Linked DNA regions of Mus musculus: all the other regions are linked to region 1. Evidence: chromatin contacts called from public HiChIP or PLAC-seq and promoter capture Hi-C data. All regions are on one chromosome and are shown on one strand. Each heading gives the region's core, a stretch centred on a gene start, on an enhancer-like site or on the middle of the called end of the contact. The rest is flanking DNA. Distances are from core to core; before and after follow the strand shown.

Region 1 (3,555 bases), core at 401-2,900:
ACAGGATGATAATGAAATCAGTTATGAAATGTTATTTGGTAATGGGTATTTAGAACTAGACTAGAGAAAGATAGTAGATGAAAGAAAAAAAAAAATCAAGGATTTAAATTTTCAATATCAGCCCGGGTGGAAACACTATCCTTAGTACTAGGAGGGCAAAGGCTGGAGGAGGGAAGTTCAAGGCCAGCCTGGTCAATGCAACAGTGTTAGGACAACCAGGCTGCAAAGCTGGACCTTGCCTCAAAAAAAAAAAAAAAAGAACAGACTGAGGGGAAAGCTTTAATCTGACGTTATTAAATGTGTTACAGGAAAGACTGGAAGATTCTTCAGTTTGGGAGTTAATATCAACACCGAGTTGTTCATTAGGAATTGCCTTTAGCATTTGCGGTTAATAAACTGTCCTTGCCGGGTTTAAAGTGGCATTTCCTTTTAATTTTCTTAGCCGATAGAAAAGCGTATATAGTCCTTCCTGGTAGTTAAAATCTATATACTCGGGCGTGGTATCATCTCACCCCTGCACTCCCGCACTAGAGAGGCAAAAACAAGAGGATTGCCGAAAATTCTAGGGCAGTCAGACTATATAGGTCAACCGGGGCCACACAGTAGGACTGTCTCAATAAGCCCCCTCCCATCGTTAATACAAACAATCCTTCCTCCAACGTTTATAGCTGGGGAATTATTTTTTAACATACGTACTGTATAACTGTCACCTGATCATACATTTTCCCAATAATTTCGTCTCGCTTACCAAACAAGAACCAAACCTCTCTGGTCGGATCTCCTTTCTCGCAAAGAAGAACGCCTCTCAAAGGGACAGTAATAATAATGGCAGTTCATAAAACCAAGGGTGGAAGAGCCTAACGCCGGCTCCGAACGCTCGGTTCGGAGACAAAGCTCGGAACCGCCGACCACCGACTTACATACAAAGGCATACAAAAGCGGCTGCTCCCGGCGGGGCGGGGGTGAGCGGCGCAGAGAGCAGAAAAGACGTTACAAACGGATAGCCCGGCTCGGAGCCCCGGGGCCGGCCGAGCTCGCCGGGACCCTTGGAGGGTCTCAGGGCGCACCGAGGGTCGTTAGAGCCCGATTCGCATCGGCGAGCTCGCGCCGCATCCCCGAACCTGTAGCGATGGAGGCCAGGGCGGGGACACCGGTCCTCTCCGCACGCACCGGGGCGCCGCTGAGCGAGGCGAGGTGACGGGACCGCCCTGCAGTCCGAGCCCGCAGTCTGAAACCCGCAGCGATGCCGCGGCCAACCTCTGCGGAGGCTGACGCAGCGATGCTGTACGGACAGCCGCAGCGGGGACCCCGCGACGCCCGCCTCCGCCTCTTGCTCGGCCCCGCAGCCCCCGCCCTCCGCCGCGCCACGCAACGTCCTACCTGCAGGTGACCTGTTTCGTCCAGCCGCCGCCGCTGCCGTCGCTGCCGCCGCCCCCTCCTCCCGCCCCCGGGGACGGGGCAGCGACTGTGGGGATAGAGGTGAGGGAGGCCGCTGCCACCGCCGCCGCTGCCGCTCCTGCTCCTGATGTTGTGGCTGTTGTTCCGGGAGCCGCAGCCTCCGCCATTACTGTTTATCCCACACAGCAATGGCCCCGGAACTTCCGGGATCACATAGTTCCGGTCCGGCTGAGAAGGAGAAGACAGCGAAGGGAGGGGAGGGGAGGGAGGCTGAGGAGCCCGAGAGCTCTGCGCCAGTCCCGCGCCGTGTCACCGCGTCTCCGAGCGCTCAGGTCTCAGGAACTGCGGGCTCCGCAGGGCACCCGCGGCCCTCCTCCGGCGACGCTGATTGGTGATGGCTTAGGCTCCGCCCTAAAGGGGCGTGATCACACGCTTAGCCAGGTGTGCTAGGATGGTCCTGGTCCTAGCCATCCTAGCCATCAAAGGACCACATGCAAGGACCAACTTCTGCCTATGGCTGGTGGCGCACGTACAAGGTGGGGGAAGGCCTGGGGCTGTGTCTGCTCTTTATCTAGAGTGAGATCCCAACCTATTGTGTTGGGATCTGTTTCTTTCTCTCACAGGAACTGTCAGAATCCCTGCTGATGGAAGTGCCCAGGTGGGCCTGGCGGCAGACATCTTGGAATCCCACCAATGTGAAGACTTGAGTATCACAATGGCTGCAAGTTCGAGACCAGCCCAAGCTAAATAGATCCTGTCAAAGTAATAACAGTAATGTTGTAAATGAATTATGTGTGGTAGCCTGTTTGTAATACCAGCTCTTGGGAAGCTAAAGGAAAAAAGTGTTTGGTTTTATACCTGACCAGGAACTGAGGTGCATATTTTACATATCAAAGCAGACTTGACCTCCGGACTTCCCTAGCGTCCTTTTAGTCCCTATCTGGCATTCCCTGCCCCCAACCTTGAACTTTCCAGCCCAGGAGCTAGGCTGCCCTTCACCCCAGAGGCTCCTCCCTATATTTCTAGACATTTTCTCTGTCTCCTCTCTGCCTGCATGCCCTTTCTTTTTTTCTCTCTCCCTTCCTTATCCCATCCTTACCCCCGTGGCGACTCCTGAGGCCAGTGAACTAGCCTGCCTGAGAGAGCTTCCCAATAAACCTGCCTTTAATAGACTCGAATCTAGTGTGAATTGGCTCATTTCACCAACATCAGAGAAATAACCTATCAAAAAGGGTCACAGGCTTGAGGCCAGCCTGGGCTACACTGCAAGAATCTGTCAGTAAGCAGACAGCCTTCAAGGACATGCTCCCAAGTACTGGCTCCCAGCTAACTATGCCCATTCCCCTAGAGTTTCCACCATCAGGTTATATGAATCCACTGATGAGGGCAGTGCCAATCATTTCTCCAAAACTGTGTCTAAGCATAAATCACTGGAGTCCAAGACACATCACATGAACTTCTGAGGAACATTTTAGATCCAAAGTTCTCTCTCCCTCCTCAATAAAGTAAACCTGGCTGGACTTCAATGAACAGAGATCTGCCTCCCAAATATTGAATCCTGGGGTTTAAAGACTTCACCACTGTCCCCCTTTATTTTATTTTACTTTTAATCTTTAAGATTTGTTGCACAGCTGTTGGGGAGGTAGCACAAATGTTAGCAACAAATTCAATGGAAAAGTTCTTGTCACTATAGTCATTCACAGGGACAGGTCTTAGCCCTCTAAAGTGTTGGTGTCAAGACTTCATATGCTGGAGTCTCCCACATCTGAGCCAATTACCAAGCAAAGGAAAAGATATGTTCTGAGTGGGCAGTGTATCCAGTTTCAAGTTGTGTTGTGGTCTTACTGTCCACTCCCTGGTACTCTAGTGTCCACAGACACCTGGGAGGCAAAGAGGAGACATAAAGCAGCTTTCTGCCTGCCGCACAGGCTTCTAGAGGCCTCTCTACTGCAGCAGCCAAGGAAGGCAGGAAAAACTGTTCCACCGGAGGATGCAACTGGGGCTCGTGGAGACTTGCAAAACTAGGCCAGAATAAAACCCCTGAATGCAGAGCCCTGCTCCCACCTCCCTTCCAGGAGCCTTTGAGGCTATAGAACAGCACTGGCAGAGAGTATTCTGTGAGCCTGGGGTCAGCAGGCAGGAGGCCAAGAGGCTGGG
Region 2 (3,555 bases), core at 511-3,010, 990 kb before region 1:
TCAGAAAGTGTTCCAGAAGCCGGGCATGGTGGCGCATGCCTTTAATCCCAGCACTCGGGAGGCAGAGGCAGGCAGATTTCTACAAAGTGAGTTCCAGGACAGCCAGGGCTATATAGAAAAACCCTGTCTCGAAAAACTAAAGAAAAAAAAAAAAAAGAAAAAAAGAAAGTGTTCCAAAAACTTTAATTGCCCATTTTAAGATGGCAGAAACAGAGTCTGTGGGCAGAAAGGTCACTTCAATCCAAAAATAGGAGACCCAAACAGAACCAGGAGCAGTGGAAGGAATGTTGGAGGTAAAATATAGTGTCAAGAAAATATTGCAGCATTGTAAGGAAGAAATTCATCATCTTCCTCTTTTTTTTTTCTTGTTGCTGCTGCCAGTTTTTTTTTTTTTTTTTTTTCCAGACAGGGTCTCACTATGTAGGTCTGGCTGTCTTAGAAGTCACTAAATAGACCAGGCTGGCCTTGAACTCATAGAGATCCGCCTGGCTCCAGAGTGCACCCACTTCCATTAAGAAGTGTTAGCTGGCCGGGCGTGGTGGCGCATGCCTTTAATCCCAGCACTCGGTAGGCAGAGGCCAGCCTGGTCTACAGAGTGAGTTCCAGGACAGCCAGGGCTACACAGAGTAACCCTGTCTCAAAAAACCAAAAAAAAAAAAAAAAAAAAAAAAAAAGAAGTGTTAGCTGACCTGCAGTTGTCTATGTGGACCATGTTGAAATGTAACAGCCTGTATCTTCCTGACACTAAAGGGATACATCTCTACACCTGGCTTAGAGCTAGCACAATCTTTTGGGTTGAACATTCCATCACCATTTGGTACACCTTTGGAAAGGAATAGAAGAGCAAATATTAAAAACGTCTGTGACGACTCTTTGACTCAGCTCTTCAACATCTAATATAGTTGATGCAATTAACAAGCTTGGGTTTCCTTGAGGATGCGGCAAGGGAGTCTTTCAATTCCCTTTCTATTGAATAGATGAAAAGGGCTAGTAATTCTCGTCCGTTAAAATCTGAATTCCAGTTCGTTTCCCACGATGCTCCAACGAAGCCTAAGCAACGCTCCTTCCCACTCAAAGATGAGCCGTGAATTTTCTTCCCCCGGGAGCATGTCCCCTAAAATAACACCAAAGGCTGCCAAGACGTTCAAGTCTTCAAGAACTGTTCCTTTGCCAGTTCAATTTCCCAACTGAGGCGCGTCACTGAACGTCTCACCGCCATGCGCAAAGCGGCTAGGAAGAGGTGTGGGAGGCAGCGGTGTGGGAGGCAGCGTAGCGCTTTCGGGAGGGGTCTGAGGAGAGTTTAGTTTTCGCCTTTCTACCCTGGACACCTCAGGTGACGGGACAACAGACCGGCGGGCCCGGCGCCGGGCCGCGAGCCCCTCACCCCTGCCCTGGGTCCGCCTGGAATCCTCAGCTGACAACCCTGTTCCCCAGCGCCGAGAGCCAGAGGCCAACGTCGGGCGGGACCCGGCGCCATGACTGTGTCGGTCCCAGGCACATCGCGACGCTCACCCTAAGGGATCGGCGAGCGTGCCTCGGTTTCCGGGCGAGAGGAGGAAATCACTCAGGGAACCCCAAACCCCTCCTTTGAAAGCAAAGCAGAGAGCGTCCCCGTTGCCACGGAGACAGGCCTGTCTGTGACGTCACTTCCGCCGAGCTGTCTGGCCTCCAGACTGTTGAGAGGAAAAGGGGAAAACTGAGCAACAGCCACGACTGTGGACGCGAGCGTCTCGAGTGTGCGCATGCGCCCGCTCAGCGGCCTGCTTCTATTTATGTGGGGGATCCAACATGGCGGCTGCGGCGACCCTGGCGATGGCGGTGGAGCCCATCAGAACGTAGTAGCGGGGACGGGGACCCGGTCCGCACTCACGGTGGCGTCCGCGGGGACAGCTGAGGGTGCTGGAGGGAAGAAAAGTGACGGAGAGCAGAAGGAGAGGCGGGCAGGCGCGCCGTGCGGCGTCGAGGCGAGAGCCGGCTCGAGCGAGCGCCGAGGGCCAGAACAGTGGGGATGGCGGAGCCGCGCAGAGTCGCGTTCATTAGCCTGTCACCGGTGAGGCGACGCGAGGCCGACTTCGCGGGCGCCGAGCGCGAGCCCCCCCGACTGGAGCCGCAGCCGTACCGCGAGCCGGCCCGGGCGGAGCCGGCCCCCCGCGCTGACGCGCAGCCCCCGGCGCGCGACAAGCCGCTCCCCCAGCGCGAGGTCAGCCGCGCCGAGCCGCCCATGGCGCTGCAGCGCGAGCCCCCGCGGCCCGAGCCGCCGCCGCCGCCGCTGCCCCTGCAGACTCCCCCTCCGCGGGAGTCGGCTTCCCGGGCGGAGCCGCCGCCGCGACCGCCGAAGGAGACGGTTCGCCTGGAGCTGGTGCTCAAGGACCCCACGGACGAAAGCTGCGTGGAGTTCAGCTACCCGGAGCTGCTGCTGTGCGGAGAACAACGGGTACAGAGGGTCCCTCCCTCCCGGCCGCCCCACAGCCCGGGCGCCTCCGGACCCGCCGCCTGCCCGGGCTGCTCTGCACTTCGCTCGCCCCGGGGGTGGGGTGGCGGGGGCCGGGCAGCTAGACGGGGCGGGAGCTGCGCGGCTCGGCCCTCCTGGGTGGCCGATGCTGCCCCCACCACACCGCGCCGAGCCGGTTTTCCTGTGCACCTTTCGAAACCTCAGCTTTTTCCTCCTTTTCCTTTCTGTTCCCCACACCAAATCCCGAGGCCCTGTGAGCCGTGCGGCTAGCTTCTTGTGGCACTTCCATCTGTCGTTCCGGTAGAAGGGAAGCGAAAAAAAAACCTTGGGGGACACGCCCCCCGGTCTGAAGCGGAGAGATTGTGTGACCCCTTCTCGGCTCATCCTCATCCTTCCTCAACCCAGCTGTACCGTGCGCCAGGGCTGCTGAGATGGGCTCGTGGCCGGGTGGTTTATTTTCCTTGATTGAAGGGGATTTAAGAGAAATTAAACATTTTCAGAAACTAATGATTCCACGTTAGGAATGAAAAAGTGGATTCGTAATGTGGTTGCACTTGTGTTGGTAAATATTGTTAGCTTTGTGTGTGTGTGTGTGTGTGTGTGTGTGTGTTGAGTTTGTGCACATTGTCTTTGAATGGAAAGGTCTCTTGTCTTACCCGGTGGCTGCCCAGTCATATTATTTGAGTGGCTCTCATTAGTTCGAATTGGGAGCATTTTGTCCGTTGTGGATTTCTGGAGAATGACGGAAAAAAAAAAAAAAAAAAAAAACATTCGCTTTGGATCAAAAAAAAAAAAACTTAGGAAAATACATCGGTATGCTTTTGAGGGAACCGGTGAACAATGGGATTAGGACAGCGGTTTGTCGGTGATTGTAATTTTTATTGTTGTGGGCTGGTGATCTTTAGGAAGGGGAGATGGGAGAGAGAGAGACAGAGGCAGGAGACAGACATTGCTCTCTTGTTTAGCGACTATGCTCTTTATTAGGCTGGGCTTTCTAATGAACTGCAGAATTCATTATTTCCTTTCAACTATCTTTGTTTTGCAGTGGATTACTCTATAGTCAAAAGTCTCACATTGAATAATATCATTAGTCTGTGTTCATT
Region 3 (3,555 bases), core at 653-3,152, 760 kb before region 1:
TACTGTGCTTGGCATTCACATTCCACCTCCTTCTAACACAACTCCTGCATCACCACCACCACCATCACCACCACCACCATCATCACCATCATCACCACCATCACCACCACCATCACCACCATGACCACCATCACCGTCACTATCACTATCATCATCTACACAGGGTCTTTAGCTCTGACTGCCCTTGAACTTACTATGTAATCAAGGATAACCTTGAATAACACCCAATTAATAAGGTTTCAGGGGTAGAACCCAGGGCTTTGTGCATACTAGGTATTTTAGTTACTTTTCTATTGCTGTGAAAACACATCATGACCAGCACAACCTATAGAAGAAAGAGTTTATAGGGATCTTACAATTCCAGGGAGTTAGAATCCAGGGCCATCACAGCAAAAAGCATGGCAGTAGCCAGGCGGGTCTGGTGCTAGAGTAGTAGCTGAGAGCTCACATCACATCCACAAGCAAACACACACACACACACACACACACACACACACACACACATGGGGTGTGGGAGCACGCACTGAGAATTACCCACACTGGAGGCTGAGACTATGGTAGATTCCTAGAGGTCAGAGAAGAGGTTAGGAAAGGTCACAGAGGGCATCTGACCTACAAGATGCCTCACATCTCCATGACAACCACAAATCTGCCACGGCTGCTTCAGGAACTCCCTTGGCCCTTTTGATTGGTTATTTCTTGAGACAGGACCTCGCTATACATTTCAGTTTGGCCTCAGTCTATGTAGCCCACCCAGGCAGACCTCGAACTCTCAATTCTTCTGCTTTGTGTCCCAAGCAGTTGGATGACTGGCTTGGGCTCCCAGGCCCATCTGTGCCCTAGGCTTCCTGAAGTCCATTCTCAGCTGGCTGGGACATGTGACAAGTTCCTGCAGCTTAGCTAGGCTGTGATGACACATGAGTGTCATCCGGCACTTGGGAGGAAGAGGCAGGGGGACAGTTGCTGGAGGCTAGCCTGGTCTACTGCGAGCCCCAGGCCAGCCAGAGTTATAAGTGAGATTCAGTCTCAAAACTCTCAGAAGAGAGGCAGAGGGAATGACTCCGTAGGCAAAGTGCTTGTGGCACAGGCCTAAGGACTAAGTTCAGATCCCCAGTGCTCAAGTAAAAAGTTGCATTGGTGTTGAGCAGCTAACCCAGCAGTGGGAAGTGGGAGGTGGGGTGGGGAGACAGACCTATCCGTAAAGCAGGTTGACCAGCTCACTTTAGTTGAATTGGTGGGCCCCAAGTTGAATGAGGGAACCTGGCTCAAGAAAAAAAAAAAAAAAGATGGTATCAAGTGTGGAGGTGTATGACTTTAATCTCAGCACTTGAGGGGAAGAGGCAGGCTAGAGTCAGAGGCCATCCAGGTCTATATAGCAAGTTCTAGGGCTGCATAGTGATATCCTATATTTAAAAATAAAAAGAAAAGTGGAGAGTGAATATACCCAATGAAGACCTCCGGCTTCTATGTGCAAACGTTAACAGTCACACAGAGACAAAATGTGGAGAAAAGTCCCTGAACCGCAATAGATGGTCAGTATGGCTCTCTGGTTGCAGTGCTGCTTGGCCCTGTCCCCTTGGACCATGGCAGCGCTGAGTCGGGGATGCGGTGGGGGTGGGGGTGACAAGTCCCAGCCCCCATCCTTGTTCTCTGCCTCCAAGGCACCCCAGGAGCAGCCTTCCCAGGTCCTTGTCTTGGGAAACTCCCCCCACTTTAGAAGATGCCCAGCAGCTGACTCTGGAGGAGGAGCACCTTGGCTCACAGCTGCGAGGGAGCCGGTGGCGGGGCCAGTGGCCTGGGCTGTCTTTCCTCCCCGCAACCCCGCCCCGCGGTCGCGGCTCCCTCGCAGCCCGGGCTCCTCCCCCGCGCGGGGCTCGGCGCGCAGGCTGCGGCGCGCACGGCGGGGACCTGAGCGTCTCCGGCGCGGGAGCCGGGCTCAGCCCCGGCTTGCGGACGTCGCGGTCCCGGAGTACCGAGCCGGCCTGGGCGGCCCGCGGGGCGCGCGCAGCGCGGAGTGCGCGTGGGGCCGGGCTCTGCTGCCCGGTGCAGGAGCGCGCGCGCGTCGCGGCATGGAGCCGGCCCGGGAGCCCCCCGCGCGCGCCCGCCCGCCGCCCCCCGCAGCTCGTCCCGCGCCCGCTGCGCCCAGGCCGCGCTCTCCAGCGGAGGCAGAGGCCCGTGGCCCAGAGGGGCTGCTGAGGCGATCCGGGTCAGGCTACGAGGGCAGCACCAGCTGGAAGGCGGCCTTGGAGGGTAAGCGCTCAGCCTTCCATCCCCGGTCCCTGAGTCAAGACCCAGGAAATGGCCAGTCACCTTGACAGCTCGCAGAGGAATGGATCAGGGGGATTCGTTAGTATCAGGGGAGGCAGATGTCACTATGGGAGGGGAAAGGGGTCCCTGGGGACCACCTCAGGTCATTGTTTTGACAAATCTTTGCTGCCAAATCCCTCTTTGACCTTGGAGCAAGCTTTATGCTCCAAACCTTAGTTGGGTCCGAAAGTGAAGCACCTTCGTGGCAGCCTGAATCTCTAGTAGAGAAAACATTTAGTGCCTCATAAAAGCAAAAGCTTTGATTCCCTGCACCTTGGGGGCGCCCTGCTAGTGATGGGGTTGATGGAGAGGAAACCCCAGAGGACTTTCCTAACCATTCTGGGATGCCACCAATTCCTTCTTGTTATACTGGCTCAGGGAGTGACCTCAGGCTATCTAGAAGACACTGAGCGAAGAGACTTCATTCAGTTCACAAACTGTTTTAGGAAACTTGGGTTGGCGTCCAGTGAGTGGTGAGTGTTGCTCGGGAGATGCAGGAGTTGGACACAGGGAGGGTCAGCTTCCAGGTACTTCTCACGCTTCTACCTAGTAGGAACTGGATAGCGTTAACTAGGGGCTGAGTCAGAGGAGGGCATCTCAGAGTAGGACATCTTTTGGGGGTGTGGAACAGACAGGAGAGGGTGCACTAGGTCAAGGAATGACGACAGGAGGTGGCTGGAATTAGCCAGTTCCTTGTGGATAACTGAACCCTAGGGTGCTGGGTGCTGATGAGGGCATGAGAAAAGAGGGATGGAGGGGGAGAGAGAATATGAGCAAGAGATCTGAGAGACCACCCAGGCCAGGCTACAGAAGTTTGTTGTTGTTTTGTTTGTTTGAAGGTGCTGCCGAGGGGTTAAGTCAGCAGATCTCCATGGGGAGGACCTGCTGTGGAAGGCTGCGTAGTGAGGAAGGTGGGTGGTGGCCTGGAAGGGACAAGGCCACCTGTGCCCAGATAGGCGATGGGGCAGCAGAGCATGAAGAACCTTTGGCTGAAGTCTGTGTGCCAGGGCCAGGCACTGCCTGTGGAGGGCTGTGCAGACTCTAAGGAAGTCTAATAGTGGGTAGGAACCATGGAGGTGAGGACACAGTTTCCCCGGATGCAAGGTATTACAAAGGACCACCAGAAGCTTGGGTGGGCTTAAAGGCCAATCAGCCCTTCTGGGATGCATGTTTCTGGTTAGTGGTTGGGTTTTCCCAGGGACCTAAGCTTGCCTCCTACCAATGGTATTTCTTATGTCATTCCCTCCC
Region 4 (3,555 bases), core at 460-2,959, 540 kb before region 1:
AAAATATTTACAGTCCATAGGTTATTTACAGCCTTGTTATTCAGAGCCTGAATGGTAAGAGAGTCCATGCAGAAACCTAATTCATTTAGAGCCCTGGTACTAATAACAGATTTTCTTTTCAGATAAGTTTTTTTTTTTTTTTTAAATCAGCCTCTCCTAACAGAGATAAAACTATTAATGAGATCCCTGTTTCACTCGGCCCAACAGTTCCCTGGGTTTATAGGATTACAATCTCCCCTAGCCCCTCCTCTTGGTTCCTGGCAAACCCGTTTCCCTCTCATTTGCGATTTCATACACAGAATATCTGAACAAAACCGAAAGAAAGCCAGATGGACCCACGCTAAAAGTATGTAAAGGGCTGCTATTTCAATGATTTCACGAGAGAAACATTTTCACGACGAAATAACTGAAAAAATCTGGCACACTTTGGTTGAAAAATACCCGGTACTACAAGCACACAAAACCCCATAGAAGAGTAAAAACTTAGTTGATTCCGGCTTGATTTTCTCGCTGCAAGCTGACGGAACTGACTGAAGAGAACCGAAAGAGTGCGCGAGGCAGCTGTATCGCCTTACCTTTTCTTTCTTCTAAAGACAGTCAAATGGGAAAAAAATCAGCCAACGCCAGGTGAAGGTGCACAGCACCGATCTACCCAGGCCGAGCCAGAAAACCTTCTTTCGCACCCCCTTCCCCGCCCCCCCCAAAAAGCCAAACTACATTCTCCCTTCCACACGCCAACTGCGGGGAGATTTTGAGCCTATTTCATTGTTCTGCCTGGGTCTGAAATGGACTTTTCATCTCAACCCTCTCTCATCGCTTGGCCCCTTTCAATCGGATTCCACAGCCACCACCACCACCACCACCCCCCAAAAATCGGAGGCTCGGGAAGAATAAAGGAGTGTGGGGTGGGAGTGGAGATGTTTGGAAAAGGGAGCAGAGAGGACGGACAAGTAGAAAGGAGATCGTTTAAAGGTAATGGGGGAGGACCGCATCACCTTCATTTATCACAAATAAACAGAAAGCAGTCACGGATCCGTCTTTTCCCACACGCCGCCCCCATTTCTTTTCTTTGGGCAGCAGCCCACCGGCACACACCCCCCAGCCGCCTTCTCTGCCCTGGAAATAAGATCCTGCTCCAGGCCGGCTCCGGTCCCGTCTGGACCCAGGATGGGGGCACCGGGGAAGGTCGCGAGCCCCCAGGACCAGGGCCCGGGGCTGCGGCCGGGGGCTGCCGGGCGAGGGGCCGCGGGCAGAACAAAGCTACGGGGGCCGCGGCTGGCCGAGCGAGCGGGGGGATCGCGGGCCGGGTGCCCCTTACCTTCGTACACGGGGGCCATCGGGGCCGGGGTGTCCGCGGTTCATGGCAACGGAGAAGGGAACGCGGCGCGCGAGCTCGGCCCCCTCAGCCTCAGTGGGAATCTGCCATCTTGAGCCTGTGTCTCCGCTCTCGGCGCAGCCCAGGCCGCCAGCGCCCGCATCACCGCCTCACTTGGCCGGCGCCGGGGGAGGGGGCCGGGCGGGCGCGTCGCCGCCGCCGCCGCCGCCGCCGTAGCCGCGGCCCGGGCCCTGCGCGGGGGGCTCGGCCGGCCCGGGGCGGCTAAGGCGCCGAGGCCAAGGGCCGGGCGGGTCCGCGAGGGCGGGAGCCGGGGCGGGCTGCGGCGGCCAGGGCCCGGGCCGGAGCTCAGCTCCGCATGGCTGTGAGGCGGGGGCGCCGGCAAAAGTTGCCCGTGAGGAGCAGGGGGAGGGGGCGGGGGCGGGGCGGCGCGGCCGGGCGCGAGCGGGCGGGCGGGCAAGCGCGAGCGAACGAGCCGGGAAGAGCCCCAGGGAGTCCGCGCGCAATCGAGCGCCGATGGCACGGATGCGAGGCGGGGAGGGCCGAGCCGAAGGGCAGAGCGGGGCGTCGGCGGGGGCCGAGCGCGGCCCGAGGGGAGCCGAGCGGCCGTGCGAGCGGGGCTGGGCGAGAGCGCGGTGCGCTGGCCCGCAGCCGCCGACCGGAGCTCCGCGGTGGAGGCGGCCACAACTTTGTGTGTGCGTGCTTGGGAGTGCGCGCGTGGGTGTGCGCGCGCCGGCCGACCGGGCCGGGGAGCGCGAGCGGCTGCTGCCGACAGCAGTCCCGCTGCCGGGCAAAGTGTCTTCACCCCAGCGCGTGCGGGCTCCGTTCTAGCCGACACGCGGGGGAAATGACTGGAGGGAGTGGGCGCGTAGTCCTCCCGGGAGAATGTCGGGGGAGCTCCCTGAACTGCTCGGGGAAAACGCAACGTCAGGATGGACGCCTGATCCCGATGTTTGGAGAGCCCTCTCCTCCATCATCCGGGTGGGAGGGTCCCACCTAGTGGCTCCAGGGTTTTGCTTTTTTTCTGCTCACTCGGGCCGGAGCGAAACGTTCTCTAAACTCTCCTAGCCTGGATCTCTGCCCTGATTTGCCTCTCCAGCTCGCTTCTGGACGTCTGCACGGGACGCCCTGCCTTTTGCCTCCAACTTACGAAAACTTGTTGAGTCCTGATATATGAATAGTTCATAAAAGAAATTAAGTGGGTGACAACAAAGCTTCTGAAAAGCCAACAAAATATTAGTATCCAGCAAAAAATATTTTGTCTCATAAACCCTTTATTTTCAGGTATGAATACTGGACACCTGATGTAAATTGTATTTCCTACCTGTAAATCATAGGTCCAAAACAGTTTAGAAGCTACCTTGAGGGTGGGGATGTAATATGATGACCTCTAACTCTGGAGAACTTTCTTTAAAACAAGCCCATTGTTTTCTTTTCTTTTTAAGACCATTGTTTTCTCACTATCTTTCCAGCTTCTGTATCCCGTGCCCATCCACCACCCAAAAATAAAAAAACAACCTAGCTCCTGCACACACGTGGCTGGTTTTGTTACTGGAAAATAAGTTTCACTTCATCTTGGGATGGTCCTTGACGGCGATCTTCTTTGCCTCAATATTTCATATTACATTACACTAGTGCTTTCCTTACTCTAATGTTCTTCACGTTGTAGACTCCTAGGCGACCATTGGTAAGGGGAACCTCAGAGATCATCTAGGCCTGCCTTGCCGTTTTGCAGTCCAAGAAGCCCACAACAGTAAAGGATATTATCCAATGATACAAAGTATTGGACCTTAACTTTAGATCTTTAGGCCCCTACGATCTTCCTTCACACTCTTCACTTGTCCCTTTCTATCCCCTTGTAATCCTTAACTGGTTTCCCTAGATTTGTTCATGGCCGGTTGCTCCTAAATACTGCTGCTCTCTCAAATGGAGTGGTTCTGGCCACTCCATGCTCCTACTTCTATCTTCTAAAGACTCACCTTCATCTAGTGCTAAGTCTCTTAGTTCCTTGGCTTTTAGTCAAGACAGACAGGTTCCAACTTACCTCTCCTAGGACATGATTTCAACAAATCACTGCCTCTCCAGCCCGACTGGTTTACCTGTGGTCCTCTGCCAACCTTGCTCATCTATGCCTTTGCCCAAAATGTCACATTCCCACAAGTGGTGTCTTCTCTCTTTAAAGAATTCCTACCTCCCTGCAGGTTGGCTCATTTCCTCCATAA

What was found. HiChIP or PLAC-seq counts read pairs in DNA pulled down with a chosen protein or histone mark. Capture Hi-C pulls out chosen DNA fragments and counts their contacts.
Region 2: an H3K27ac HiChIP or PLAC-seq map of embryonic stem cells shows a contact between it and region 1, with 4 times the contacts expected there. The contact joins the promoter of Ubn2 here to the promoter of Mkrn1 in region 1. A contact is called at or near these places in 1 of 115 datasets of contacts at active chromatin or transcription factors (embryonic stem cells) and 1 of 9 other capture datasets (pancreatic islet).
Region 3: a promoter capture Hi-C map of liver shows a contact between it and region 1, with 3 times the contacts expected there. The contact joins the promoter of Clec2l here to the promoter of Mkrn1 in region 1. A contact is called at or near these places in 2 of 39 promoter capture datasets (both in liver), 1 of 115 datasets of contacts at active chromatin or transcription factors (embryonic forebrain) and 1 of 9 other capture datasets (liver).
Region 4: an H3K4me3 HiChIP or PLAC-seq map of pro-B cells shows a contact between it and region 1, with 2.3 times the contacts expected there. The contact joins the promoter of Hipk2 here to the promoter of Mkrn1 in region 1. A contact is called at or near these places in 1 of 39 promoter capture datasets (pre-B cells) and 3 of 115 datasets of contacts at active chromatin or transcription factors (large pre-B cells, memory CD8 T cells and pro-B cells).

What each region holds. Positions count from the first base shown.
Region 1 is chr6:39,418,719-39,422,273 of GRCm38.p6, forward strand. Mkrn1 (makorin, ring finger protein, 1) reads right to left here and starts at 1,651. Exons shown (of 8, transcript NM_018810.2): 1 at 1,381-1,651. The coding sequence starts at 1,565. Gm10244 (predicted gene 10244) reads left to right here and starts at 1,660. Exons shown (of 2, transcript NR_152168.1): 1 at 1,660-1,934; 2 at 2,022-2,576.
Region 2 is chr6:38,432,165-38,435,719 of GRCm38.p6, forward strand. Ubn2 (ubinuclein 2) reads left to right here and starts at 1,761. Exons shown (of 17, transcript NM_177185.4): 1 at 1,761-2,434. The coding sequence starts at 2,009.
Region 3 is chr6:38,661,167-38,664,721 of GRCm38.p6, forward strand. It overlaps Clec2l (C-type lectin domain family 2, member L), which reads left to right and starts at 1,903. Exons shown (of 5, transcript NM_001101507.1): 1 at 1,903-2,250. The coding sequence starts at 2,070. RefSeq lists an enhancer at 2,835-3,555.
Region 4 is chr6:38,874,481-38,878,035 of GRCm38.p6, forward strand. Hipk2 (homeodomain interacting protein kinase 2) reads right to left here and starts at 1,710. Exons shown (of 15, transcript NM_010433.2): 1 at 1,319-1,710. The coding sequence starts at 1,337. It also overlaps a transcript of Tbxas1 not described here.